Linked DNA regions of Mus musculus: region 2 is linked to region 1. A link is a contact called in public HiChIP or PLAC-seq data. All regions are on one chromosome and are shown on one strand. Each heading gives the region's core, a stretch centred on a gene start, on an enhancer-like site or on the middle of the called end of the contact. The rest is flanking DNA. Distances are from core to core; before and after follow the strand shown. Region 1 has its middle 24 kb from the start of Gm30968. Region 2 overlaps Adgrg3 (adhesion G protein-coupled receptor G3).

Region 1 (6,782 bases), core at 4,235-6,734:
AGGATCCTTATGTGTGGTGTGCAAACACTAGATTCCCATATTTTTGCTGAGTTTTTGAAATATGATAAAAGATAGCATGGAATAGAGAATTGTTATGACTTTTAAGGATTATTATTATTTTACACTAGGTGATTATGTGTGGGCATGTGCATGTGGGTGCAGTCTCCTCTGGAGGCCAGAAGAGGGCATCAGATCCATTACAGCTGGAGTTACATGAGTCGTGAACTGTCTGACATGCGCAATGGGAATCAACTCAGGTCTCCTGAAAAAGCAACCATTACTCTTTTTTGTTTGTTTTTGTTTTTTGTTTTTTGTTTGTCTAGACAGGGTTTCTCTGTATAGCCCTGGCTGTCCTGGAACTCACTTTGTAGACCAGGCTGGCCTCGAACTCAGAAATCTGCCTGCCTCTGCCTCCCAAGTGCTGGAATTAAAGGTGTGTGCCACCACGCCCGGCTCTGCAACCATTACTCTTAACTGCCGAGTCATTTTTTCAGTCCTAGGCATCTCTACTTTTAGAATTCAAGATCTTCCCTCAAAGAAAAACATTCTATGTATCAGATTGTCTATAAATATTTTATCAGCTCATTTGCTTTTCACGATAGACTTGTGAAATAATATGCATCAACTAACTCACAGGAGGAAACTGGAACTCTCAGAGCGGTAACGCGGCTTACCCGAGGTCCCACAGTTTCTTGCTGATGCTGAGACCCAAGCCTGACTCTGAATCCCTATTGGAATAGGGAGGGTGTGAGTGAGCCCCCAGGACAGCGATTCCCCTGGGGCTTGCCGGTATAGGCATGGATCCTACGAAAGCTGGGCTCAAATCTCGACTGCCACCTGCTTGCCTTGGCTTGGCAAGCCTCTGTGCCTCTCCGAGATTCTGCCTTCATATCTGCATCTGGCTGAGGCGTCAGAATGGTATGAAAGACCAGAGAGAGGAAGATGTGAGGCACCAGGCCCACTGACCCATTTGGTAAGCCTTTGGATTTGTCATCTAGACTGCTGGGCACCGGTCTCGACATTCCTGGCAGCTCTCTTCAGGCATCCTCTAACAGCTCTTAGCCAAGCGCATGTCCTTTGGGGTATGAGGGAACAATGGTACCAATGCAGTACCCTGCAGCTGCAGCACACTGTCTCGGAGCCTGCCTGCTTGGGTAGAGCCATCAGTCTACTCTGCAGCTCCATTACCACTGTCCAGCTGGCTGAGACTTTCCAGGACTGCAAAGGCCAGGCTCTGGAGTGGTTATTCTCATAGTGACCACCAGGGGTCAGTATTGGCCGTCTGCCTTTGTGTACCAGAAGCTGCTTAGGGCAAAGGAGAAGCACATTGCTGTCTGCCTGGTAGGGCATCTCTAACGAGGGTGCCCTTGGGGTTCTGGCTTGATGTGATTTCTGTTAAGGAAGGACAGTGGCTCTCTATTTGTTCTGATGCTTGTCCATTCTTTTATCCATTCATTTATCTATCTATCCGGCCATGACTCTGTTATTCTTCCATTAGCTCAGCTGCCCATTCATTTTCTACCCATCCATTGTCTCCCACTTACTATCCATCTACCCTCTCCCCCCCTCCATTTGTCTGTCCATCCTATGTGTGTCCGTCCTGTGAAGTTAAATACTCACTCATGGGTCCATCAGACACCTGTCCAATTGCCCCATCTCTGTCCGTCATACCGAGAGTACCTCTGCTGAGCCAGGCCCTGTTCAGCCATAGGGGACCCATGATGGAAGGAGACATGGAAATCAGAGGGGTTAGATGGCACAACCTGGGCAGTGGGAGAAACTGAAGGTCATTGTCTAAGGAGATCCTTTTTCCGTGTCCAGGAGTGCACCCCAGCAGTGAGTGGAACCAGCAGAGGGGCTGCAGAGAGGAGTGACAGACCCTGACTGGCTGTGAGCAGTCAGTCAGGAGATGCTAAGTGCCTCCCGCCCCCGCAGAGATGATTTTGAAGGAAGATGGCAGGCAGGGGCAGGACCAAGGTTTTGGGTGCCTTGAGGTTTATAGGTTGGCCCATGAAATTGATGGGGTCTGTGCTGGCTTGTCATATGTCAACTTGACACACAAACTAGAGTTATCTGAAAGGCGGAAGTTCACCTGAGGAAATGCCTCCATAAGATCCAGCTGTAAGACACTTTCTATTTTGTTTGTTTGTTTGTTTGTTTGTTTTTGAGACAGGGTTTCTCTGTGTAGCCCTGGCTGTTCTGGAACTCGCTTTGTAGATCAGGCTGGCCTCCAATCCACCCTGCCAGCCATTTTCTTAATTACTGATTGATTGAGGGAGGACACAGTCCTTTGTGACTTGCATTGCTGGGTTCTATAAGAGAGTAGGCAGAGCAAGCCAGGGGAAGCAAGCCAGTAAGCAGCACCCCTCCATGGCCTCTGCATCAGCTCCTGCCTCCTGGTTCTTGCCCTGTGTGAGTTCCTGTCCTGATGTGCTTCAGTGATGAACAGTGATGTAGAAGTATAAGCCAAATAAACCCTTTCCTCCCCAGCTTGCTTTTGGTCATGGTGTTTCATCACCGCAATAGAAGCCCTAACACAAGTTGAAACCCATATAGCAGGGTATTGTTGCAACAGACCTGACTATGTTTCAGGGAGGATTGTGGAAAGACTTTGCAACTTTGGGTCAGAAAAGCCATTATTGAGTGTTGAGGGCTCGCTCCGTGGGCTGTTCTGTGGGAGCTTGGAAGATAAGAGTGTTGAGGGCAATGTGGAGGATGGAAGTCTGGCTTGTGACGTTTCAGAGGGAAGACTAGAGACTCTTATCAGGACCATTTGCTATTTTGAATTGAGATTCTGTCGTTGGGATCAGCTGGGGCTGAAGAGTCTCAGCTATGGTTAAGAAGAGCCCAGCATCTTTGGAGGTAAAATCTGGGAAGTGTTTCCTCAGGGTCAGCACACAGAAGCTGTGCTCCTGAAAGTTGTCCCTCAAGCTGACAGCTGAGATACACTACTCTGGCACTGACAGAGATAGTCTAAGAGTCACCCAGATGGTACTGGTTTTAAAGACTTAAAGGGGCCATGGAGAGCAGCTGAGGCTTGGCCCTGTGAGAGGCCAGGAGCCACCATTGGTGAAGGTGCAGCCTCAGCAGCGGTTGATGGCAGGAATGAAGGAGCCTTGTGGAGAAGACACGTCTTGGCACTATGAAGATTGCCTAACAGAGGCTATTGGTGAAAGTGCAGCCCAGTTGAAGCAGAAGGCCCCAGCTTTTTGGAGATGCCAGTACCATGGGATGTCAGCACCAAGAACAGCATCAGCTGTGGAGTCGAGCCAGCTGGAGCCTGGAAGACAAGCTGTGTGTGCTGCAGAGGGCCGAACTGGAGAAGTGATCCAAGCTCACTGAGGAGCCCAGAAGATCGTGAGTGAAGCCCAGATAACTGGACATTGAGTTATTTATATTGTTGGAGTTTGGTTTTTCTTGGTTCAGATGTGGCTCTGCTCTGGGTCTTCCCTCTTGAAGAAGGTATTTAACTTAATTTTGATTTTTAAAGGATCCCAGCTGAAAGATTTTGAGCTTTTAAAAGAGATTTTTGGATTTTTAGAGAGATTGGATATTTTAAATAGACTGAAATTTTAATGTTTGAATTTGTAAAGTCTGTAGCACTTTTTTAAATTTTATTTATTTATTATGTAACTATATTGTGCTGTCTTCAGACACTCCAGAAGAGAACATCAGATCTCATTACGAATAGTTGTGAGCCACCATGTGGTTGCTGACATTTGAACTCAGGACCTTCGGAAGAGCAGTTGGTGCTCTTAACCACTGAGCCATTTCTCCAGCCTGTCTGTAGCACTTTTAAAGTTATTTAAGTTTTAATGTGAGACCTTGAGAATGAATAAGAAAGGAAAGGTGTGACTTAATGGTGATGTGTTTGAGTGTCAAGTTGACAAGGGGTCAGTTGTATGGCCTAGTCTTATGTCAGCTTGGCACTAACTAGAGTTATCTGAAAGGAAGGAACCTCAATTGAGAAGATGCCTTCTTAAGATCCCGCTGAAAGGCATTTTCTTAATTAGTGATTGATGGAGGAGAGCCCAGCCCATTGTGGCTGGAGACATTCCTGGGCTGGTGGTCCTGGGTTCTACAGGAAAGCAAGCTGAGCAAGTCAGGGAAAGCAAGTCAGTAAGTGGCACCCCTCCGTGGCCTCTGCATCAATTCCTGCCTCCAGCATCCTGCTCTGTTTGAGTTCCTGTCCTGCTCCTTTCAGTTGTAAACAGTGATGTGGAAGTGGAAGGTAAATGGACCCTTTCCTTCCAAACTTGCATTTTAGTCATGGTGTTTCATCACTGCAGTAGAAACCCTGATTAAAACAGGATCCCAGGAGAGAGAGGTAAACAAGTGTTGTGTATGGTGTTCTTTCTCTCCAGGGCAAATAATGACCTTACCCTAAGATGCATATATGTTCATCTATCTATCTATCTATCTATCTATCTATCTATCTATCTATCTATCTATCTATCTATCTATCTATCTATCTCTGTGTGTATGTATGTATATATGCATATATATGTATGTATATATATGTGTGTGTATGTGTGTGTGTGTGTGTGTGTGTGTGTGTGTGTGTGTGTATTCATGCTGATTTGCTCCCTTCATCCTATCCTCTTCAAGACCCTTTCAGAGAACTTCAGGAGCCCACTGACCAGCCAGAACGGTCTCCACCCAGAGCAAGCCTTAGTACCTGTCTCTTGCTCTAGAGCGGTTTCCCCTTGGAGAACTTCATGGTGAGTTTCTACCCAAAGGAGGAGATGTGTCAGGCACAGGGTTAGCACTCAGTGGAAAGTCCCTTTTCACCCAGTCCCTGATGAGGTCGCCAGTGAGGTGGTTGACTGCTGGGTTTAGGTTTGTCCCCGACAGAACCTAACTCAGCCCAGACTTATTGTGTCCTCAAGTCCTCTTTGTCACCACACAACTCTGACATCTCCATGGTAGGGTGCTGAGCCACACCCCTGCAAGAGGCTCAGCTAAGGCCTGCCTATGGAAGTGTGGGTGACTTGGGACAAAGCAGGTTAGTTGTGCAGAGTTGCCACCACTACAGATACTTCTTCTCTGGGTTTGCTACAGTCAAACACAGGACAGGAAATGGATATAAACTCAGATGTATCTCCTGTGAGGCTGTGCAGCTGGCTGAGACAGATGCAAAAACAGAATTCACTGTGATAAGTGATGGAGGGAGGGGGGCGCTTGGGAGCCAGGTCAGGGAAGAGAGCAATGACTAGGTCATTTCTGGCATTTTAATGCTGAGGCAGTGACAAGCAGTCACAACAGCCAACGTAAAACCAAAGGGTGAGGAGCAGAATCCACGTTACCCTCTCACTCAGGCTCACACTAAAGCCCTGTGGTGCCACAACCCTCCTGTAAGCATCCCGGAGCTACTGAACTCTGGACACCAAGAACACCAGCCCAAGCTGTGCCTTGTGGGGTCCAGTGAGGACTGACGAAGTGGGAATGGCATCTTGGAACTCGGCCACAGTCATTGTAGTCGCAGACTCTGACAGAGGGGCACGTGGCCACACAAGCTGCATGGCAGTTACAGCATCCTCACAGACCTGCCATGCAAGGGACTGTAACAGGAATCCCAGCTACCTGGGACCAGAGCCAAATAATACCACAAATGACCACACAAAGGCAGAAGGTAAGAACGGACTCTGACCTCCACTTGCATCCGGTGGCTTCTATGACCACCCCATGCCCACACACATCATCCCTACAACACACACATTAATAGAAAAAACAATTAAAGTAACGGCAAAGTACAAATCCCCAACATCGCCCACAGGGAGAAAAACGGCTTCTGTGAATGCTTCAGCTGGGTGCCTTCTGCACAGCCAAGACCAGGCAGTCTATGGGGAAGCACAGACACACAACCGAATCTCTCGAAACATGCAAAAGGAGGTTTGAATAAGAGTAGCAGCCTGAACTTCCTCAGTCTGGAAACTGCTTGCTCCCAGAAGAGCCGTTTCTATCAGGGTGAAGGTCAACACCTCTCTGGTGTGACGCCCACTCCTGTCACAGGGCTCCTTATAGCTGGAATGGAAGGGCTCAGTCGACAGGACAGGGAGAAGGGAAATACAAGGGCAGGAACCCTAAGTGGCCCACAGTTTCCTCCTCTTTTGTAGGAATGAAACTTGGAGTATGAGCAAATATTTAAACAGTGAGGGGGAGAGCACTAGCGATTAGTGATGAATCATTTAGAAAGGGACTCTCTAGGGGTCGGAGAAATGGCTCTGTGGTTAAAGGCACTTGCTTCTCTCCCAGAAGATAGGAGCTTAGTTTTAGTTCCTCATAGCCACATTGGGCCGCTCCAGGTGCTCTGGCACCCTCTTCTGGCTTCTGTGGGATCCTGCGTTCATGTGGCACATGCGTTGCTCATACAGACGTATAGGCACATATATTTTAAATTAAAAGTCTTTTAAAAACCCAAAGAAATAAGAAATAAAAATGGATCTGTGTGGATGTTTAAAAAGGCACACCTTTAGTGGTCCTTTGTAAGTCCTTTGCATGACTTGATGTCCTTGGGTGGAAGTGACTGTTGCATTGAGAGCTCTCTACTCAGGCAGCCTCTGACCTTGGCTTGCCTTTCATATCATGCTATCACCAAGCAGTCCTAGTGTCCCATGACCACTGTTCTTAAAAGATGTCATCAGGGGTCCTCACTGTCTGGGCTGCAGTGGAAGGTTGTTTATGGTCCCCCTGTCCCAGCACAGACTGCTTGAACTTGAACTTGAACTTGCTGTGTAGCTGAAGCAGGCTTTAAACTCATCCTCCTGCTTCCACCTCCCAAA
Region 2 (6,432 bases), core at 3,303-5,802, 83 kb after region 1:
AGATCTGATGTCTTTTCCTGAACTCCAAGGACACCAGGCATGCGAGTGGTATACGTATGCAGGCAAAACACTCAAACACACGGAACAGTTTAGAGACAAACATTTAAGATACAGGCTTCGTTACAGTTTCCATTGCTGTGAAGAGACACCATGACCAAGGCAACTCTTATAAAGGACAACATTTAATCAGGGCTGGCTTACAGGTTCAGAGGTTCAATTCATTATTATCAAGGCAGGAAACATGGCCGCATCCAGGCAGGCATGGTGGACGAGCTGAAAGTTCTCCATCTTGTTCCAAAGGCAATGAGAAGACTCTCTTCCAAGCAGCTGAGAGGAGAGTCTTAAAACCCACACCTACAGTGACACACTTCCTCCCTCAAGGCCACACCACCTTATAGTGCCACTCCCTGGGCCAAGCATAGTCAAACACATGAGTCTATGGGGGCCAGATCTATTCAAACCACTATAGATACCCTGTCTTCATCCGGACTCCTTCGGGGTCAGTTCCCAAGTCGCTCTTCTTTACCTTAAGAGCCCAGGGTCTCTGGTATTCTGGATTAGCTATCACCCCAAGAGCCTGGATGGCTCAGTCTGTAAACTCCTCCCCCCCCCCAATCCCTTGCTCCCTTTACAGATACTGGTTGAACTATGAGTCCTACCTGCTGGAGAATTCCATGGAGACTGTGGACATGCCTTTTGTTAAGGCATTGATCCAGAACATCAGCACGGATGTCTCAGAAGACCTGCTGTACTCTCTGATGCTTTCCCAGGTGAAGAGCTTCTTGTTGGCTCAGACCTCTGCTGGTGCCCATCCCTCCTAAGTCCTATGCAGCATTGCAGTCAGTGGATTAACTGCATGAGCGGAATGGTGGTGGGTTAGCAGCCAGGATGCTGGGAGGTCCACGAACCAGTCCTCCTATCACTGCCCTTGATGTCCTCTGGGAGTCTCCTCTCTCCTAGAGTCCTCGGGTCCCCACCTGGAGATGAATCTCTGGATTCTACCAACCCTAAATTGTCCATTAACCTCTCTGCCAGAACACACATGTGAAGTCAGAGTAAGGGCACGCTTGGCCTCAGAGAGATGGAGTGGGAGGAGTCTACATATATGCTGGCCCAGATTTAAATCCCATCTCTGCCCTTACCAGCCATTGTCTTTGTGGGCGCATCTACTTTTCTGATCCTTGGTTTTCTCACGTGTAAACGATGAGAGTATTGCCCACTTTCAAGAGTGTCAGAAACCAAGAAGAATGAGGCATCCTTATCCTCCCAACACCCAGGAGGCAGAGGCAGGAGGCTTGCTCCTGAGCTCCAGGCCAGCACAGCTTCTTTCTCAAAACAAACCAGAGAAATATAAACAACAACAAAATAAAACAAGCCATAAACATATTGGAAAGAACATCTGAGTTAAAACCAAGACATTCTTGGTCTAGCGAGGGCTCAACAAGTCCAGGGCATCCCTGCAGAGAGGAAGTTGAGGGTAGAGGTCCAGGGAGCTGGCTGAGCCTCTTATGATGCAGTGCCCTCTAGGTAGGAGCCTCACTGGGCCAAGACATCACCTATGCATCCTTTTTGACAAGATCTAGACCTGGAAGGTGAAAACTGGGGCTTCAGCCCCAACCCCTGGTCCCCTGGTCCCATGAGCATGGATCCATCTGAAGCAGGGAGCTAGTGTATGCAGGCTGAAGCTCTAGGGTGCCCAGGAGGTCAGACACTAGACAAAGAATGCCTGGTGATTTCTGCAGAGGTTTGTTCTAACGTTCTAACTATGCTTGGTTTCTAAATCGCTTCACTGTTGGGCAGGAGGGGCTTCCCAGCCAAGGTAAGCACGAGTCCCCCACACCACTCTCCTCTCACTTCTTTCTGGGACATCCCTCATTGTGCGCGCACGTGTGCACACGTGCGCACACACACACACACACACACACACACACACACACACACTTAAAAGCAGAGTGTGTCTGTACCAATGTAGACATGCTCTACTGATTCCTGTGATGGGAAAACTGGGGCTCCACTGTTAATGCTTGTCCAAGGGACAAGAACATAAGGAGCAGAGGCTGGACTGAGCCAGGTGCTCTGTGCCCCAGCCCTGAGCTAAAAAGTCCTCAGATGCTGTCCCTCCACTTGGCCTGCTACAGTTTTCCTCCCAACTGGAGTGGTAGTGGCATCTGTCTTGGGGCTGGCATCCTAAGGGGGAGTTGGGAGCTGTTGGATCCATGCTTACAGATCCCGAGGCAGGTGATGCAGGGTGAGGACGAGCCTGCTGATGGAGTCCGACTTCCCAAGAGCCTGTTTGGAGCCCTGCCTGGCAACAGGTCTGCAGTCCGGTTGGCCATAACTGTTCTAGACATTGGTGCAGGGAATGTCTTTAAGGTAAGAGGCTTGCTGGGAGCCCAGGAAGCTGCAGTATTAAATGCTCAGGGTCCCTGAGATTGTCTCAAAGGCAGCCAGGTCATCCAAGAACTGCTTCTACAGTCTGTGGCCTGAAGACTATTCTGATACCCTGACATCAGCACCTGCTGACTGTGTATGATGTCCAGGTGTGCACATGCATGATTGTATGTTCTTGCACATGCATACACACACACACACACACACACACACACACACACACACACACACACACCCTTCTATATTCCTGAGTGCATTTAATCAGGTGTGCTCAGATGTGACTGTGCTTACATGGGTAAACATGACTATCCCTTGCCAGTGCCTGCCAGATGTGTGCTCCTGAGGCATGTGCCCATCCATGTAAGTTTACATATATGCTCCCTTGGATCTAGAAGCACTTGTCCCCTAGAGGCATTCACTGGCATTGACCTCATTTCCTGGCTGATCTTAGCCTCAAGCTCTTCCAGTTCAAAGGTGGCTTTTCAGTAAGGTAGTATAGAACCTAGAGGCCAGCCCTGCCTAGCCCCACCCAAGTGTGTTATAGAAAGCAGTAGGAGGAAGGGTGCCTGTGGCCCCTGGCTCCCTGATCCCCTAATGTCCCAGGCTAGGGCATGTCTTAGAGTTACCAAGACCCCTTGATAGGGCAGGTAAGGTCAGCCCATCCCATAGCTAGCTTCCTGCCAATCTCCTCTCAGGGCCCCAAGCTCCTTGAGGACAAGGGCAGCAGCGTGTTGAACAACCGCATGGTGGGTTTGAGCGTGGGCCAGATGCACGCCACCGGGCTGTCGGAACCTGTAGAGATCACCTTCTCCCATGAGCGTCAACCACCTGTGAGTCTTCTGCCTGGGGCCTGGCAGTTACTGTGGAGCATACCGTGCATGAGCTCTGAGAAGCCACACATGGGACCCTGTGCCCTTTACCCTTCTAAGTGCATGCAGAAGAAACCATCTGGCTCATGCAGTTAATGCCCAAAGACATCTGTCTGCCCTGCACACGTGAACACACGTGCCCCCTACACCCTCCCACCCCATGTTCATAAATGTGTGGGGACCTGGGGAACCCCTCTGCATACATGCTTTCCACCCCTGCCAGGCAATGATCCTGAAGACAGGCATGCACGCACAGACAGGCAGACCCTCTTGTGCCATACATGTTGTATACCCTACATGCACAGTGGTCCAGGGAGCATCAACCGATGGAGTCGATCTCCCCATGTAAGCTACAGAGAGCTTCCTCTTAGGGCAAGACCCCTGGTGGTGCCCCGTCTTCTCTTCTCTCCCCCTTTCCTGCCTCCCTCCTCTTCTGACTCCCACTCTCTGGTTTCAGAACGTGATCCTCACCTGTGTATTCTGGGATATGGCTAAAGGTAGGTTTGGAAGACGTTTCTAGAATGAGAAAGGAGCAAGCTTCCACGGGGCAGAGGGTGAGGGCAGAGGCAGGCTCTCCCTCCCTCCTCCTCTGCTCTTACTTTGCTGTGGGCCACAGGAGACTGGGATTCCCACGGCTGCTCCACGGTGCCCGGGGATGGGAGAACTGTCTGCCGTTGCGACCACTTGACCTTCTTCGCCTTGCTGCTGGTAACAGCCCATCCATCCTGATTGCAGTGGTCCAGCTTCTGTCCCTGGGAGAGGCTGCCTGGGCTGGCTGGGGTTTGGGAGATGTGTGGGTCTGGCCCATCAGTGATGTGATCAGAACTTGGGGTCATCTACAGAGGCCGATCTTGGACCTGGCCACGGCACAGACTCTCACTCGCATCTCCCAGGCAGGCAGTGCCGTCTCCATGATCTTCCTGGCCTTCACCATGGTGCTCTATGTTGCCTTCAGGTGAGTGAAGACATCTCCTTTTCCTCCTGCCCTCAAGGAGGTACAGGATAGGGATAAGATGTCTTTGTTCTGTGGCCTCTCATCGTCTTCTCTGGCCTTTTGTGTGCTCTCTGAGAATGTAGGACATAGGGTTGAAGTTGAAAGAGGCAGAAATTCAACTCAGATTGGCCAACACGCAGGGCATGAGTGATTTGTGGAACTAGGAAACTCACATCATGTGGCCTCCAGGCAGGGAAAGAACTAAAGACTCCAGCTGAAGCCCCAGGGATTGGTCCCTCCCTTCACAGCTTGCCCTGGGATTGGTCCCTCCTTTCACAGCTTGCCCTGGGATTGGTCCCTCCCTTCACAGCTTGCCCTGGGATTGGTCTCTCCTTACACAGCTTGCTCTCTCTCCTCTCAGGATGTTAATTTCACCCTGGTGCCTGGAGAACTTCGGGCTCAGGTCCCAGCTCCTTAGATATTCAAGCAAAAGTGAAGCCCCAGAGTTGAAGGCTTTGAGAACAAACATTTCGAAATAATTATAGACTAACTGAAAATTGCAAAAATAGCACAGACAGTCTGTGGTTCCTTCCTGGAACTTCCCCAAGTGTCATGTCGTATGTAACTATAGCATATCATCAAAGCCAGGAAGTTGGCAGTGGCAGAGAATAGCTAAGTAGTCTCAAGACCCCTTCAGCTCCACCACTTTGGAGATCGTGTGTGTGTGTGTGTGTGTGTGTGTGTGTGTGTGTGTGTAGTATGGGTGTACACATGTATATGCGTGTGTGCACATGTGTATAGTGTATGTGCACATGTGCACGCATGGGCATACACATGTATATGTGTGTGTGGTGTATGGTGGGGATATGGATGTGGTGTATGGTGGGGATATATACACATGTATGTGTGTGTGTGGTGTATGGTGGGGATATGGTTTGCAAGGTCCTGTCTAAATAAAACTACATGGCCCAGTGTTCAGAGTAGTCCTAGTTGCAACAGATGGTTGACTATTAGCCAAGTGTGTGGTCCCTGTGGGCACAGGACTCTAGGGTTCATACCCCTGAGATGCTGGGTGTTCCATGTGTGTGCATGTTTAGCTTATGAATACTCAGTTGTTTTAGGGTCTGACTTTGATCACAAGCCAAGGACCAATTGGACCACTATGGTTACAGGGTAGAACACACAGGCTGGCCATTTGACTACTCATGCATTTAAGTGACAAGGGACAAAGCCACTTACTTGTGGCTAAGTGTGGGGAAGGATGCCCCTTCTGGGATACATGAGCTTCTCCAAAAAGAAGCAGGCACAGGAAAGAAACAGGACCAGATAGTGCTGTCACTTGGCTGTCCTGAGCCAGGATTTGACCAAGAAACCCTCAGACCTGCTGAGTTGAAGGAGCCTGTGGGTTCAGCCTCTGCTCATCGTTGCCTATCCTTATCCCCTAGAGCCCAGGCTTACTGGAACCCACCTGGAACATTCTTTTTTTTTAATTAGGTATTTTCCTCATTTACATTTTCAATGCTATCCCAAAGGTCCCCCATACCCACCCCCCCCCCAATCCCCTACCCACCCACTCCCCCTTTTTGGCCCTGGCATTCCCCTGTACTGGGGCATATAAAGTTTGCAAGTCCAATGGGCCTCTCTTTGCAGTGATGGCCGACTAGGCCATCTTTTCATACATATGCAGCTAGAGTCAATAGCTCCGGGGTACTGGTTAGTTCATATTGTTGTTCCACCTATAGGGTTGCAGTTCCCTTTAGCTCCTTGGATAATTTCTCTAGCTCCTCCATTGGGGGCCATGTGACCCATCCAATAGCTGACTGTGATCATCCACTTCTGTGTTTGCTAGGCCCCTGCATAGTCTCACACGAGAGAGCTATATCTGGGTCCTTTCAGCAAAATCTTGCTAGTGTATGCAATGGTGTCAGCATTTGGAAGCTGATTATGGGATGGATTCCTGCATATGGCAATCACTAGATGGTCCATCCTTTCGTCACAGCTCCAAATTTTGTCACCTGGAACATCTTTGGGCTTCCCATTTTCCAGTCCAGGGATCCCTACTGTCCCTCCCCTGTGCCTTTGTGCCTCAGTCACTAAGAAGCCCTGGGCTTCAGCCCCTGGGAGCTACACCCATGTCACCCCTCCTCACTCCCACCCCGCCAAGTACTGGTAGAGAACACAGTCTCCACCCTCAGTGTCAATTCCTCAGTTACACAATTTATCTAAGGAATCTGTCAA

The links. HiChIP or PLAC-seq counts read pairs in DNA pulled down with a chosen protein or histone mark.
Region 2: a contact with region 1 is called in an H3K27ac HiChIP or PLAC-seq map of microglia, with 5 times the contacts expected there. The contact joins two enhancer-like sites. A contact is called at or near these places in 16 of 39 promoter capture datasets (the 3T3-L1 cell line, 3T3-L1-derived adipocytes, the C10 cell line and 11 more), 4 of 15 datasets of contacts at CTCF or cohesin (CD8 T cells, the G1E-ER4 cell line, embryonic stem cells and 1 more), 1 of 484 Hi-C or Micro-C datasets (embryonic stem cells), 11 of 115 datasets of contacts at active chromatin or transcription factors (the 230-238 cell line, the HPC-7 cell line, T-cell acute lymphoblastic leukemia and 6 more) and 4 of 9 other capture datasets (adipose tissue, embryonic stem cells, liver and 1 more).

Annotation. Positions count from the first base shown.
Region 1 is chr8:94,949,022-94,955,803 of GRCm38.p6, forward strand. No RefSeq gene overlaps it. Among named protein-coding and RNA genes, the nearest start is that of Gm30968, 24 kb to the right of the region's middle. Within about 2 kb of position 5,485, at least 104 of the 459 cell types and tissues checked have an H3K27ac peak or open chromatin away from gene starts, as enhancers often do. A contact at or near this core is called in the 230-238 cell line, CD8 T cells, the HPC-7 cell line and 6 more, where this site is marked.
Region 2 is chr8:95,032,724-95,039,155 of GRCm38.p6, forward strand. Adgrg3 (adhesion G protein-coupled receptor G3) reads left to right here. Exons shown (of 12, transcript NM_173036.3): 3 at 635-770; 4 at 2,227-2,373; 5 at 3,087-3,221; 6 at 3,718-3,757; 7 at 3,877-3,968; 8 at 4,103-4,215. Among named protein-coding and RNA genes, the nearest start is that of Gm51544, 16 kb to the left of the region's middle. Within about 2 kb of position 4,553, at least 139 of the 459 cell types and tissues checked have an H3K27ac peak or open chromatin away from gene starts, as enhancers often do. A contact at or near this core is called in the 230-238 cell line, CD8 T cells, the HPC-7 cell line and 6 more, where this site is marked.